2 separate regions of the Mus musculus genome follow, and region 1 is linked to region 2. The links are chromatin contacts, called in public promoter capture Hi-C maps. All regions are on one chromosome and are shown on one strand. Each heading gives the region's core, a stretch centred on a gene start, on an enhancer-like site or on the middle of the called end of the contact. The rest is flanking DNA. Distances are from core to core; before and after follow the strand shown. Region 1 overlaps Fmnl3 (formin-like 3). Region 2 holds the start of Prpf40b (pre-mRNA processing factor 40B).

Region 1 (5,800 bases), core at 1,645-4,144, 35 kb before region 2:
ATGAGAAGGGGGTGGGGAGCTGGAGAGCAGACAGACAGGAAATGGGAGGCCTGTCGGCCCCCAGAGAGGAAGCTAACTTGAGGCAGCTCCAGTGTCAGCTTCAGCTGGAGCTTTGCTGGCAAATCAGCCAAGCCTGGTGCTCTAGCGCCAGCCTCTCAGCTGCGGGTGTGGCTAGCCAGGATGGAGCTGGTGTTCCAGCTGTGGGGTAGACACAGCCCTGCAGGGCAGTTTGGACACAGCTGGACTATGTAGTTCCATGGACATTTCAGGAGGACTAGAGTACTCAGGAGAACAAGGCTTCCATCCTGAGGGGTTTAATGTCTCTGCACTGAAATAGACCTGTCACAACCCCCCACCAATTCTAAGGGAGTTTGCTCTTCACTTTTATTCCAGAGTTAGCATAGGCCAAAGGGAAAGCAAAAATGCCCCAGGTCATTGTCCTCCTGTCTGCTCACCTGCCTGCCTTTCCACATTGCCATCTTCCTGGGAGAGCCATGACTGGAGCGTGTATGTTCCCTAAGCTTTTTTGGTTCTGCCGGACCCACTCCAGCCGAACACAGAACTCTCACAACCATCTTTGCTCATTGCTTCTCAAAATTGAACTCAGCGGTGAGCCCTCTGGCCCTGTAAGGCTCTCTTTGAGATTTATGGCACTAGGGACTTGCAGGCTTTTCCAGGCCCAGCTCTGTGAGTGGTGAATGCTCTGGATGCCTCCCCAATTCCTCCAGCACATGGTGGAAAAGGACTTCATGCCTAGCATTGTATCAGATCAAAGGGACACAGGAAATAATGGGGTTATAACCTGGCCCAAGAGGAGAGACTGGCTAGAATCTCATCTGGCTGAAGCCCATTTGTGATGTATTCTCCTGCCTCTGGGAAGTCCAGGCTGGCAGCATGACCACATAGGGGCCTGTCATAGGTTATGGTTTTCAGGATTTTCTCAGCCTGATAGTAGGTTCCAGTAGCATGCAAGAGAGCAAATTTATTGAGGGCTAGATTGCTGGGTCAGAGCCTCCACCAAACCAAGCCAGTTTGCACACTACATCCACTGTGTTTGCTGTATCTGCAGGTGGGTGAGGGAGTTTCTCAATGATGAGAACAAAGGCCTGGACGTGCTGGTGGATTACCTGTCATTTGCCCAGTGTTCTGTCATGTAAGTACCACAGGGCAAAGGTTGGGGACTCACTGGGAAGCAGACAGTCCCCATCTATTTAGAAGAAGGATGAGGGCTGGGAATGCAAGCCAGCAGAGCATTGCCTGCCATGTGCTGAGGCTGAGGTGTCAGGCTCCAGCATGGGGGAAATGTGGGGTGGGAAAGAAAAAGGAAGAGTGAGATTCCAACAGAGAAGGTGGGCATGGGCATCCCCAGAGCAGGAGGAAGTAGCTCAAGTGTTGCTGCAGACATGAGCAGGCAAGACAAGGGAATAGCAGGCATCAGCAAGGACTGGAAAGTTAGCTGGAGTAGAAGACATGTTCTAGGGAGCATGAAGAGAACAGTCCGGCAAGGGAGCTTGGAGTCAGAAGCCAAGTGATCCAAGTACCAGGCTGCAGGACCTCCAGGAAATAGCCTGGATCCTCAGGAGACAGGCTCCTTAGGGTTTCATCATTTCAACAACATTGAGTCTTCATGAGGCAGCTTGGGCCCTGAGATGTGAGAGGGTGACTATAGGCCTATTGTTGAGGAAGGCCAGTGAGCGTGGTGACCTTCGACCCGAACAGATCGAATAAGTATTTGGGAGCATTTTCAAGACATCCTTTTCATATGGAGGGAGTTAGCTGTTGGTTAGCACAGGAGAGCAAGCATGGTGAGGTGCAGTGAATGAGAGCTTTTGGAGTCAAAGTTGTGTTGTGCACTATCTGTGGAACCTCAGGTACCTTTGTCCTCCTGACTAAACAAATTAGATGGGAAGGTGTGTATCCCTCTTAGCCTCCTCCCCTGGTGGCTGCTCTGCTGTTAGTTATCACCCAGGTGATAAGCCTGCCTCTAATCTTTGGACATAGAGAAAGAAGGCTAACTGTGATAGTAAATGAAGTTAGCAGCATATGCAGGCTTACACTTTAGTTAGACAAGTCAGCCTAAGGAGGACAGTCCAGGTTTGCTCTCAGCTTCCCATGGGTCCCGAACTGAAAGTCCCTAGTCTGCAGAAATCCGGGTCTTGAGCCTTGGACCTTGCCTAGACATCTGCTTGTCCACTGTCCCTGCCCTTATGGCTCTTCTTGGTCCAGTGTGTTTCCTCCAGGGGACCTAGCAATGTCTCCCAGGTTTAGCTTCCCATCCCACTTGCAGGTCATTCTCTTTAAAGCCAGAGTAACCTGCTTCCCATCCACATCTCTGTGGAAGTCCTACTTCACGGTTCTCCTGTCCCTTTAAATAATCTTTTTATAGAAAAAAATGGGGAAGTTTTGCTTAAGTGAATTTTTAGTTCAGAACTTTTATAGTAAAAAGATATAGATCATTTCCCCAAATATGCCTGTCTTTCTTGAAAAAGCAAACAATCCCATTGCTCCAAACCAAGACTACACTTTGGTGTCCAGGGCAGTCAGTGCCTTTGAAAGTAGAGTCCAGGGAGCAAGAGACAGTGTTTTGGAATGGCTCGAGAGGAAAGGGGTGATCCATGGCTGGGTCACCCTGTTACATGCCACCTGTCAGGACACCTCCTGACCCTGGCAGCCTCTCCTCTGTGGGTACCCTTTGTTCCAGAAAGCCCCAGCCTTTGACACTGGGCGTTCACAGTGGGCAAAATGTCCTATGGGGGAAAGCCTTTGGGAGATATGCCCCAGTTCTTAGAGGCTGGGGTACAGGGCAGGAGGGACCAGTGAGATAGGGGCTGGGGATGTAAGAGAGTGTTGTGTGATGTCAGCTGACCTCTTTGCTCTGGACACTGCTACTTATGGTAACAGACCTGTTGCAGGAAGTAACCAGAAACAACACTCACTTCCTCAGGGGCTAGAATACCTCCCTCTTCACAGTTCTCAGCTCCCAGTTCCAGGGAAGCTGAAGATGAGGAGAAAGACATAGAAGCCTCAGTCATAAAACATCCACCATTAAGAGAGCTAGGCCTGGGATGTAGCTCACTAGGAGACCTCCTATGAGCATACTGGCCTGGCAGGAGACCCCTGGCTCACTCCTCAGCACTGACAAAGCTAAACAAGCCAAACCACAGAAGGCAGTTAGTAGTGTGAGACAGTGGTGTACTGGCTGAGCTTAAAGGGCCACCTCTGGCTTTTCAGAATCCTAATTCTTTTCTTTTCAGACCTGTCCAGCTCTTGATGAGCTGGGCTACTTTAGGGTGCTCGGAGTCTCTTGGTCACTGCCACTGGCCACTGAGTAGGACCTGCAGTTGGCTCATTTCCCTCCAGCATCTTTGGTACAGATATTTAAGTAGAGTCATGGTGATTTAAGATGTCCCATTTGAGGCTGGGAGCACAGGAAGCCTGCCAGCCCTCACAGCCCTTGGGCCATGGAGAAGACTTGAGACTCCCCTCTCCTAGAGCTGTCCAGGCCTCCTCTGCCCTGCCTTACGTTGGTAGCTCCAACCAGGATCAGGTCTCCCATGCCTAACTCTGTCTCCTCTTCTTGCTGCCCCTGCTTTTTGTTTGCCACAGAGGCCTGAAGAGGGGGAGATGGGCTTGCTGGGGGCTTGGCACAGAACTTCCCTTGTATATGTGCCTGCGTGTGTGCATGTGCGTGTCCTCTCATGCTCTAGGTTTGACTTTGAGGGTCTGGAGAGTGGTGATGACGGTGCATTTGACAAGCTCCGGTCCTGGAGCAGGTCAATCGAGGACCTGCAACCGCCCAACGCCCTGTCGGCCCCCTTCACCAACAGCCTCGCTCGCTCTGCGCGTCAGTCCGTGCTCCGGTATGTGCGCGCTTACTCTGCCCCCTGCCTCCCACCCCAGCCCCAGCCCCGGTCTTGGTGACCCGGTGAGTGCTTACGCTCCCCCCTCCACTCTTGCTTCCAGGCTCAGCTCTCTTGCCCTCTGCCTGTTCGCCTGTCTCTGATCTGTCCTCTCTCTCCCTGACTCTGCCCAGCGGTCTGTCCTGGGTAAGTACATGGTCCTCCTCTGTCCCCCCTGATGCTCCAGCTGTCCCCTTCCCCGTCCTCACTCTCTCCTAGCCATTCCTTCCTGACCTCAGGCAGGGCTTGGGCTTTACTGGCCAGTTCAGCTCCTGCCCCCAAACCCATTTCCCCCTTAACTCTCTCTTTTCCCATCAGCTCGTAGAGAACAGCCCCAGCTACGCGCTGGCTCCTTCCTTTCCCTTCCCTTTCCCCTTCAGGTCTTTTCTCTCCAAAGTTGTGCCTTCTTTTGTCTGTGGTTTCACAAGAGCGGTCCTGTGGTGGACTGGATCACTTTGCAGAGGCCCTGTTACTCAGAGGCTGTCCTTGTAGATCCGTAGCCTTTCCTTTGACCTGTGTCTCTCTCGTGACTCTTCTCTTCTCGGATTTTGTGTCATGGACACTGCTCATCATTCTGGTCTTGCAGGAGCAGATTCTGTATGTGCTTCCCCCTCTCACAAAGCATTAAGGCAGTAGAGAGATGATACAGAGCCAGGCATAGCCTGAGCCTTCATAAGGCCTGTGTTTTCTGCTCTGCCTTTGGGGGACTTGAGAATGAGATGAGCACAAAGACTCACCTGCCCCACTGAATGTGCCAAAGATGTAACTAAACGAGCATATCTTTGTGACCTACCCCAAGAACTACAAATTCCTCAAAACAATTTTGTATTTCAGAGGTCTCTGGGGTTAGCATGATTTTGACAGAGTATAGAGCTGGGGCCCTGGGCAGTTGCCAACAAAGACATGTACCAAAGAGGTGAATGGCTGGCTTCACTGCCTTCTGCACCCTGGCTGTCTTGGCATTTGGTACAAGGTCTTCTTTCCTCCATTTCTGCTGTTTCTACAGGGCAGCCTGGTGGTCTAACCTTCACCAGCAGCCTTGTCCCTACCTGATCACTTGGCCCTATCCCCCAGGTACAGTACTCTCCCTGGCCGCAGGGCCCTGAAGAACTCCCGCCTGGTGAGCCAGAAGGATGACGTCCATGTCTGCATCCTTTGTCTCAGAGCCATCATGAACTATCAGGTAAGGGGTGATGCTTGCCACTGATGTACTGCCCGCTTTCGCCTCATCTCTCCAACCAAGACAGCAGAGCACCAGCTTGTGAAAGTCAGGTTTGCTAGTGCAGACCTGCTGGCGTCTCCTTTCTGACCATCAAGGGCCCTCCCTGTCCTTTCCTTTGCAGTATGGCTTCAACTTGGTCATGTCCCACCCCCACGCTGTCAATGAGATTGCACTTAGCCTCAACAACAAGAATCCAAGGTGCGTTGATTCCCTCATTATATCTAAAGATCCTGATTCGTCTTTGCAGGTCCTTTAGCCAGGACCTCTTCTGCTGGAGAAGTGACCAGGCTCCACTTTTAATGTTCACAGCCTAGTGAGGGAACAGGCATTCCTGGTCCATCTCCTTCCTAAAGGAAATGAACTGTGGTGGCTTGGATGGGGCTTGGATGTTAACTTCCTTCATCTCTTAGGACCAAAGCCCTGGTCTTGGAGCTGCTGGCAGCTGTGTGTTTGGTGCGGGGAGGTCATGAAATCATCCTGGCTGCCTTTGACAATTTCAAAGAGGTTGGTCTCTTCTGCATGCTCGTGTGTGTGTGTGTGTGTGTGTGTGTGTGTGTGTGTGTGTGTGTGTGTGTATTTAAGAGGAGAAGGGGGGTACTAGGTATATCCAATTTACTGGGATCTCTAGTGACTTTAACTGCTGAGCAGCCTGCTTCAGACTGAGACTACAACAAAAGCC
Region 2 (5,773 bases), core at 2,283-4,782:
CTGCCACAGAAAGCAGTGTTTTCATACCAACCTTCCCTGAAAGTGACTAAATCATCAAGATTCAAACCTCATCTTAAGAATAAACAGTGGTGCCTACTGCCTGCCCTATAAAATTCCTCGACTTAGAGTCAGGTGTTCTTAATTTGGCATATGCCTTTAAGTTTGGAGGCAAAGGCAGATAGATCTCCGAAAATTCAAGGCTATCTTGAATCAAGTTCCATGACAGCCAAAGCTACAGCGGGAGACCCTATCTCAAAATAAATATATAAATTAGTAAATTGGGCATGGTGGCATACACCTTTAGTCCCAGAACTTGGGAGGCAGAAGCAGGTGAATTTCTGAGTTCAAGACCACAGATTCTAGAGTGAGTTACAAGAGAGCCAGGACTACACGGAGGAAACACTATCTAAAAAAATAATAATAATAATAAATAAATAAATACTTTTTTCTCTTCATCTACCATCCAAAGCCTTTCGCTACAGGCAGTTCCACATCTGGCCCATCCTGAGGCCAGGGCTTCCTAGTTAACTTTCTGTACAGGAATTGTTAGATTTCTCTCATTTTATTCAAGATGATCCAAAGTTCACTCTGTTTTACTTTCACATTACCGCACACCCGAGCACCCACACCCGCACACCCACACACTCTGTCCTCTTAGGACCAAGCACACCACTTGGCAGTCGCTTGTACCTCTGTGAATGTTTACTGGGCTTCTGAGAGTGCCTGCCTTTCCAATCCAGTGTGCTACATTTTGGAAGTGAGCTTTCTTTCTTTCCCCATTTCATAATGTCTGAGGACATGGGAGGCACATGAGCATGCAGAGGCCCAAAGCTGATGTTAGGAATTATCCTTTATCCTTCATCAATCTTTTACCCTATTCCTTGGGGAGAGCCAGGTCTCCCAACCAAACTCGGAGCTCACTGATAAAGCCAGTCTCACTAGCTGTCATACTCTGGTGATCCAGTCTCTGCACTAAAGGCTAGAATTACAAGGAGCTGAGCATTTTGTATGTTCTGGGGATCTGAACTCCAATCCTTCTGCCATTGCAGCAAGCACTTAAGCCACTAAGCCATCTCGACAGCCTAGGTTTTCTCTTTCTCAAACTCCCCAACTGTCTAGACAGGGTGGCCCTCCACCTGAAGTGCTTTGATGACACCATCTCATCCCTAACCTTGGTGGATTTTTGGATACTACCTAAAATACTGTTTGCACTCATTTGTTTGTGTAAATTCTCTTGAGTATAATCGGTAATAGAAACATGTAAAATAGAGATCCTTTACCTTGGTGGAAGGCAGCAGGTATCAAATACTCATATGGGAAAAGTTACATGATAGAAAGCTAACTGTATGGAGACTTCTGGACAGAATTCAAACCCTGGCCCATTTTACTCAGTTACCCAGGGAAGACAGAGGGATGGGATGAATGGAAATGACCATGGACCTTTTAGAGTCTTCCCTCCCTCCCCCTGTGCTGTCCTTTCTTTTCTGCTCCTCTCACCTGCTGCAATACCAATACAACTTTGGGACGGTAACACTTCTGAGTGGACTCTGAAGTGACCAGTGCAAAAGGACAGTAGAAAGAAAGCTAAAGACAAGCAGATTTGTCAGTCTTCCCCGGAACAGAACACACATTGTAGGGCAGGGGAGAGTCAATACTGAGACTATTGGCCATCTAGTCATCATATATTCAGGGAGACCAATGGAAGCATCCTGATACAAGATGTAATCAATTCTCAGCCTTCAGATCTAAGGGGTAGCTCAGAACTGAGCACTCAGAAGAACAGGGAAAAAGACAAAAATAGAGAGACAGGGAAGAGAACAGAGATCACGGCTAACAGTAATGTTTGCTGGGTGCATATTATGAGCCAGAGTCACACCACATGTCCATTTAATCCTCACAACCTTCTGAGAAAGTATCCCCATTTCATGGAGAAGCTGGGGTTCTAACAGGTTACTTCGTGGCTACAGTTCTCAGAGATTAAACGGCGGAGGCAGGTTTGGAATCCAAGCAGTCCGACCCCATAAAGCTGCCTCCCAGAAAGAAGGATGGCACAGATGACATTTCTTAGCCTCATTTTTTTTAATCCCAATCCTGAGATTCTGAGACAACCAGGTGATCCTAGGTAGGCCTGGACTGACTTATTCACCAAAGGAACTGTAAGAAAATGAAGGCTAAGAGGCATATTTCTCAAAGAGAGGCAGCCATCATCAAAAAGAAACGGGGTTGGCAGAGTAGTTCAGCACTACAGTTCTTGCCGGCATTAACAAGGCCCTAGGTTCAATGCAGAGCGCTGCAAAGAACAGCTGAGCTCTAGCACCCTGTTGTCTCCACTGACCTGCAGAGCCCAAATAGGTCCAGCCCCTCCCCCACCTACTTCCTAGCCTCTACTCTGGTGTGTAAGCCCTAGCATTTCTTCTGCTCCCCACAAAGAGCCTAGAGATCTTTCTAGAATACAACATTTTGCTTCTGATCCTCCATCACCTCTTCACTCTCCCGAAGAAACAGAATGTTGTTACTTCTGGTTCTCATCGTTTTTGAACTTCCAGGGTTCAACTTCCTCTATTTATAGAGTTCTCCCATTTCTCCAACGGGATTCCCAAGGCCCAGGCCTGCCAGGACCCAGCCTTGCAAGCTTTAAATCTCTTATCCGTAAATCCCGAGAAATTTTCCCCAGTCAAGCTGAAGGTCTCCACTCCAACATCCTCCTGCTTGACGCATCCTAGAACCCCTTCGCCTGAATTCCCTCCTCAAATCCCGCCCCCTTCTGCAACGGATGGAGAGTCCGTTTATCATACTGCCCATTTTCCTTTTTAAAAGTCAATGGGAAATTCAAGGCCCAGAGAAAGGTAGTGACTTGCCCAAGGTCACACAGAGTTACCACAGTCTGTCTGAAGGCAGAGCCAGGGTTGGGACCCAGGGGCCTCTGCTCCTCCGTTTCTTGGACTACTCCGGTTCTGAGGTGGAAACCAGGAGCATCTCTTTCCTCAGAAGTCCCTCCTAACCTCGGGAGACAGGTTTTGAGAACGGATGGGTAAGGAAGGGTGTCCCCTAAGGTCCAAAGGGGCACCTGGGGCTTCCAAAAGGCACAAGCCTGGGTCTGGGGGAGGGGCACGGGCCACGCCAAATAGCCTAGGATTGGCAACTGGTTTCCATCGCCTGCCCTCCCTTCGCCCCCGACCTTTCTCCACAGACCCACCGTTCACTTCATCCCTTCCTCCTCCTCACACAGCGCCTAGGCTCTCCGTCCCCTCAGCCCCCGGTCGCACCCGCCCCCCCGCCCCCCGCCATGCACCATAATGGCCTCCCCGCCCCTTCTACCCTCACTCCCCGCCCCCACCTACCTACAGGGCTTCTTTTCCTCACCCCTCGGTCCCCTCGCCCTCCCTCAGGGTCCCGGGTGCCCCGGCGGCCCTCCCGCCTCCCCGGCTCGAGCCCGGGCCGCAGGGGGCGCTGTGAGACAGCCCCGGGCCTCTCCACCCCCGCGCGGGGACGTTACCATGCCAGAGCCTCAGAGCAGCTGGGCCGGCTCGGCCCACTCGCCAGTAAAAACAGCTCTGATTGGCCGGGCTTCGGCCGGGAGGGCGGGGCCAGTGGGGGGGTCGCACCCCTTCGTGGCCGGGGCTCCGGTTGCTCTCGCCGAGGAGCGGAGCCCCCAACCGGCCCGGTGTGCCCGGCCCGGCTCCGCCCCCGGCCCGGAGCGCCAGGCCCCGCCCCCACGTGCGCAGAATCCTGGGACCGCCCCCTGGGGCGGGGCGCGCCTGGGCCCACCCCCGGGGGCGGAGCGCGCCTGGGCGGGCCTGGGACTGACCGCGCGCTGGCTGCGCAGGGCGGCGTGGCTCTCCCGGCTCACAGCCCCCTTCTTGCCCGCGACTCCGCGGCCACCACCCAGACCGGACCGAGCCATTAATTTCTCCCGCGCAGAGGGCACTACAGCGGTTCACAGAGCGGCTCTTTTCCCTGCGTATTTTCTTTAGTTTTAATTTTTTGTTGTTGTTGGTTTTTTTCGAGACATGGTTTCTCTGTGTAGCCCTGGCTGTCCTGGAACTCACCAGGCTGGCCTCGAACTCAGAAATCCGCCTGCCTCTGCCTCCCGAGTGCTGGGATTAAAGGCGTGCGCTACCACGCCCGGCTTTAGTTTTAATTTCTTAATTCAAGAACTATTAATTAAACTCCTGTGCCAGCAGCCGTATGTGTCGGGCAAAGCCGACAAATCCCCTAAATGAGTGCGTACGTGCCTCTCGCTTAGCGCTGGGTTACTTTCAGAATCTGCCTCTGTAACATCTACAGTGAGAGATAAACGTTCAGTTATGTAGATAAGGGAACTCGAAGCTACTTAATGGGCATGCATGCTCAAGTTCTTGGGCTAGTACAGCTGGCCCTGGTTGGAGGCATTGCACCTCTTTACCCCTCCAAAGCCGGGGTAAAGACCAAGACGTTGCCTGTTTCCTTCTGTAGGTTTCTGAACCTGACTCAGGAAAACACCTCTTTATGTCTATAGACAATTTGGCTTTATCAATAGTTGTATTAAAAGTTCTTATATTCATTCTTCAAGCCAGCACTGAGTTGTAGAGGCAGACAGATCCCTGGGGCTCAGCGGCTAGCCGAACTAGCCTACATTGTGTTTTCTGACTAGTGAGAGACCTGATCTTTAAAATGATGTCCCAGGACGTCATGAAAAGCCGGACATGAGGGGAAGAAACCCTTTCCCCTGAGATCTAATTTGTCTTTCTTGAAGTGATCTCAAATAACAAATCCATGATGCACTTTAAATCTAATGTATGTCAGGTGGTAGTGGGTGTACCCCTTTAATCGAGCATTTGGAAAGCAGAAGCAGGCAAATCTCTGAGTTCGAGGCCAACTTGGTCTATACAGCAAGTTCGAGGACAGCCAGGAATACACAGGGAAATGTGTAGCCCAAAGAAGCCCTGTATCAAAACAAAACAAAACAAAACAAAACAACAAAAACAAAATAAAACCAAAACCGAGCTTAAAAAAAAATCTAAAGTCTCTTCTTTCCCTTATGTTTTCTTGCTTTTATTTTATTTATTTATCGGGGGGCGGAGGGGGACACATGTGTGCTCACTGCACCCATGTGGGAACCAGAGGACAACTTTCTGGGGTCACTTCTCTCTTTCCACAATTTGGGTCCTGGGGATTTAATCAGGTTATCAGGACTGATGGCAATTGTCTTTACCCACTGAGTCATCTCTCCAGCCTCTCCTTTAAAAAGCACTTTGTGAGCCGGGCAGGGGTGGCACACGCTTTTAATCCCAGCACTTGGGAGGAAGAGGCAGGTGGATTTCTGAGTTCGAGGCCAGCTTGGTCTACAGAGTGAGTTCCAGGACAGCCAGGGCTACACAGAGAAACCCTGTCTGGGGGGGGGGGGGGGGGCACTTTGTGTGTGTGTGTGTGTGTGTGTGTGTGTGTGTGTGTGTGTGACCTGTGTTGTTACAAGTATGTGAAATACCAGTTCTCTCCTTTGACTATGCTTTCTGGTCCAGGAGATCAAAAATGGCTGTCTCCAGGGAGAAGATAAAGGAGGCAAGCTCTTGAGAGACCTGGCAGCAATCACCTTTAACTTCTGAGCCCTCTTTTTTATCTTAATAAACTCAATTTTTACTTCACTCTCATTCATCCTGATGTTTTTTCTGCACAGCATAGTTAAGCATCTGGTTTTACCTGAGTGGATCTACTTAAAACTTGGGCTATTGGCACATGCACACACACACACACACACACACACAGGCGGGGGCGGGGGGCGGGGCGGGGGGAG

What was found. Promoter capture Hi-C pulls out the DNA fragments that hold promoters and counts their contacts.
Region 1: a contact with region 2 is called in a promoter capture Hi-C map of macrophages, with 6 read pairs. The contact joins the enhancer-like site here to the promoter of Prpf40b in region 2. A contact is called at or near these places in 11 of 39 promoter capture datasets (the 3T3-L1 cell line, the C10 cell line, embryonic stem cells and 6 more), 2 of 15 datasets of contacts at CTCF or cohesin (the NIH/3T3 cell line and pro-B cells), 2 of 484 Hi-C or Micro-C datasets (female germline stem cell-derived STRA8 germ cells and muscle stem cells), 8 of 115 datasets of contacts at active chromatin or transcription factors (the 230-238 cell line, the SCID.adh cell line, embryonic fibroblasts and 4 more) and 3 of 9 other capture datasets (adipose tissue, liver and pancreatic islet).

Annotation. Positions count from the first base shown.
Region 1 is chr15:99,327,340-99,333,139 of GRCm38.p6, reverse strand. It overlaps Fmnl3 (formin-like 3), which reads left to right. Exons shown (of 27, transcript NM_011711.2): 5 at 1,070-1,153; 6 at 3,708-3,860; 7 at 4,974-5,082; 8 at 5,243-5,319; 9 at 5,532-5,625. Among named protein-coding and RNA genes, the nearest start is that of Prpf40b, 35 kb to the right of the region's middle. Within about 2 kb of position 2,894, at least 33 of the 459 cell types and tissues checked have an H3K27ac peak or open chromatin away from gene starts, as enhancers often do. A contact at or near this core is called in macrophages, where this site is marked.
Region 2 is chr15:99,292,997-99,298,769 of GRCm38.p6, reverse strand. It overlaps Prpf40b (pre-mRNA processing factor 40B), which reads right to left and starts at 3,532. Exons shown (of 26, transcript NM_001370635.1): 1 at 3,342-3,532. It also overlaps a transcript of Fam186b not described here.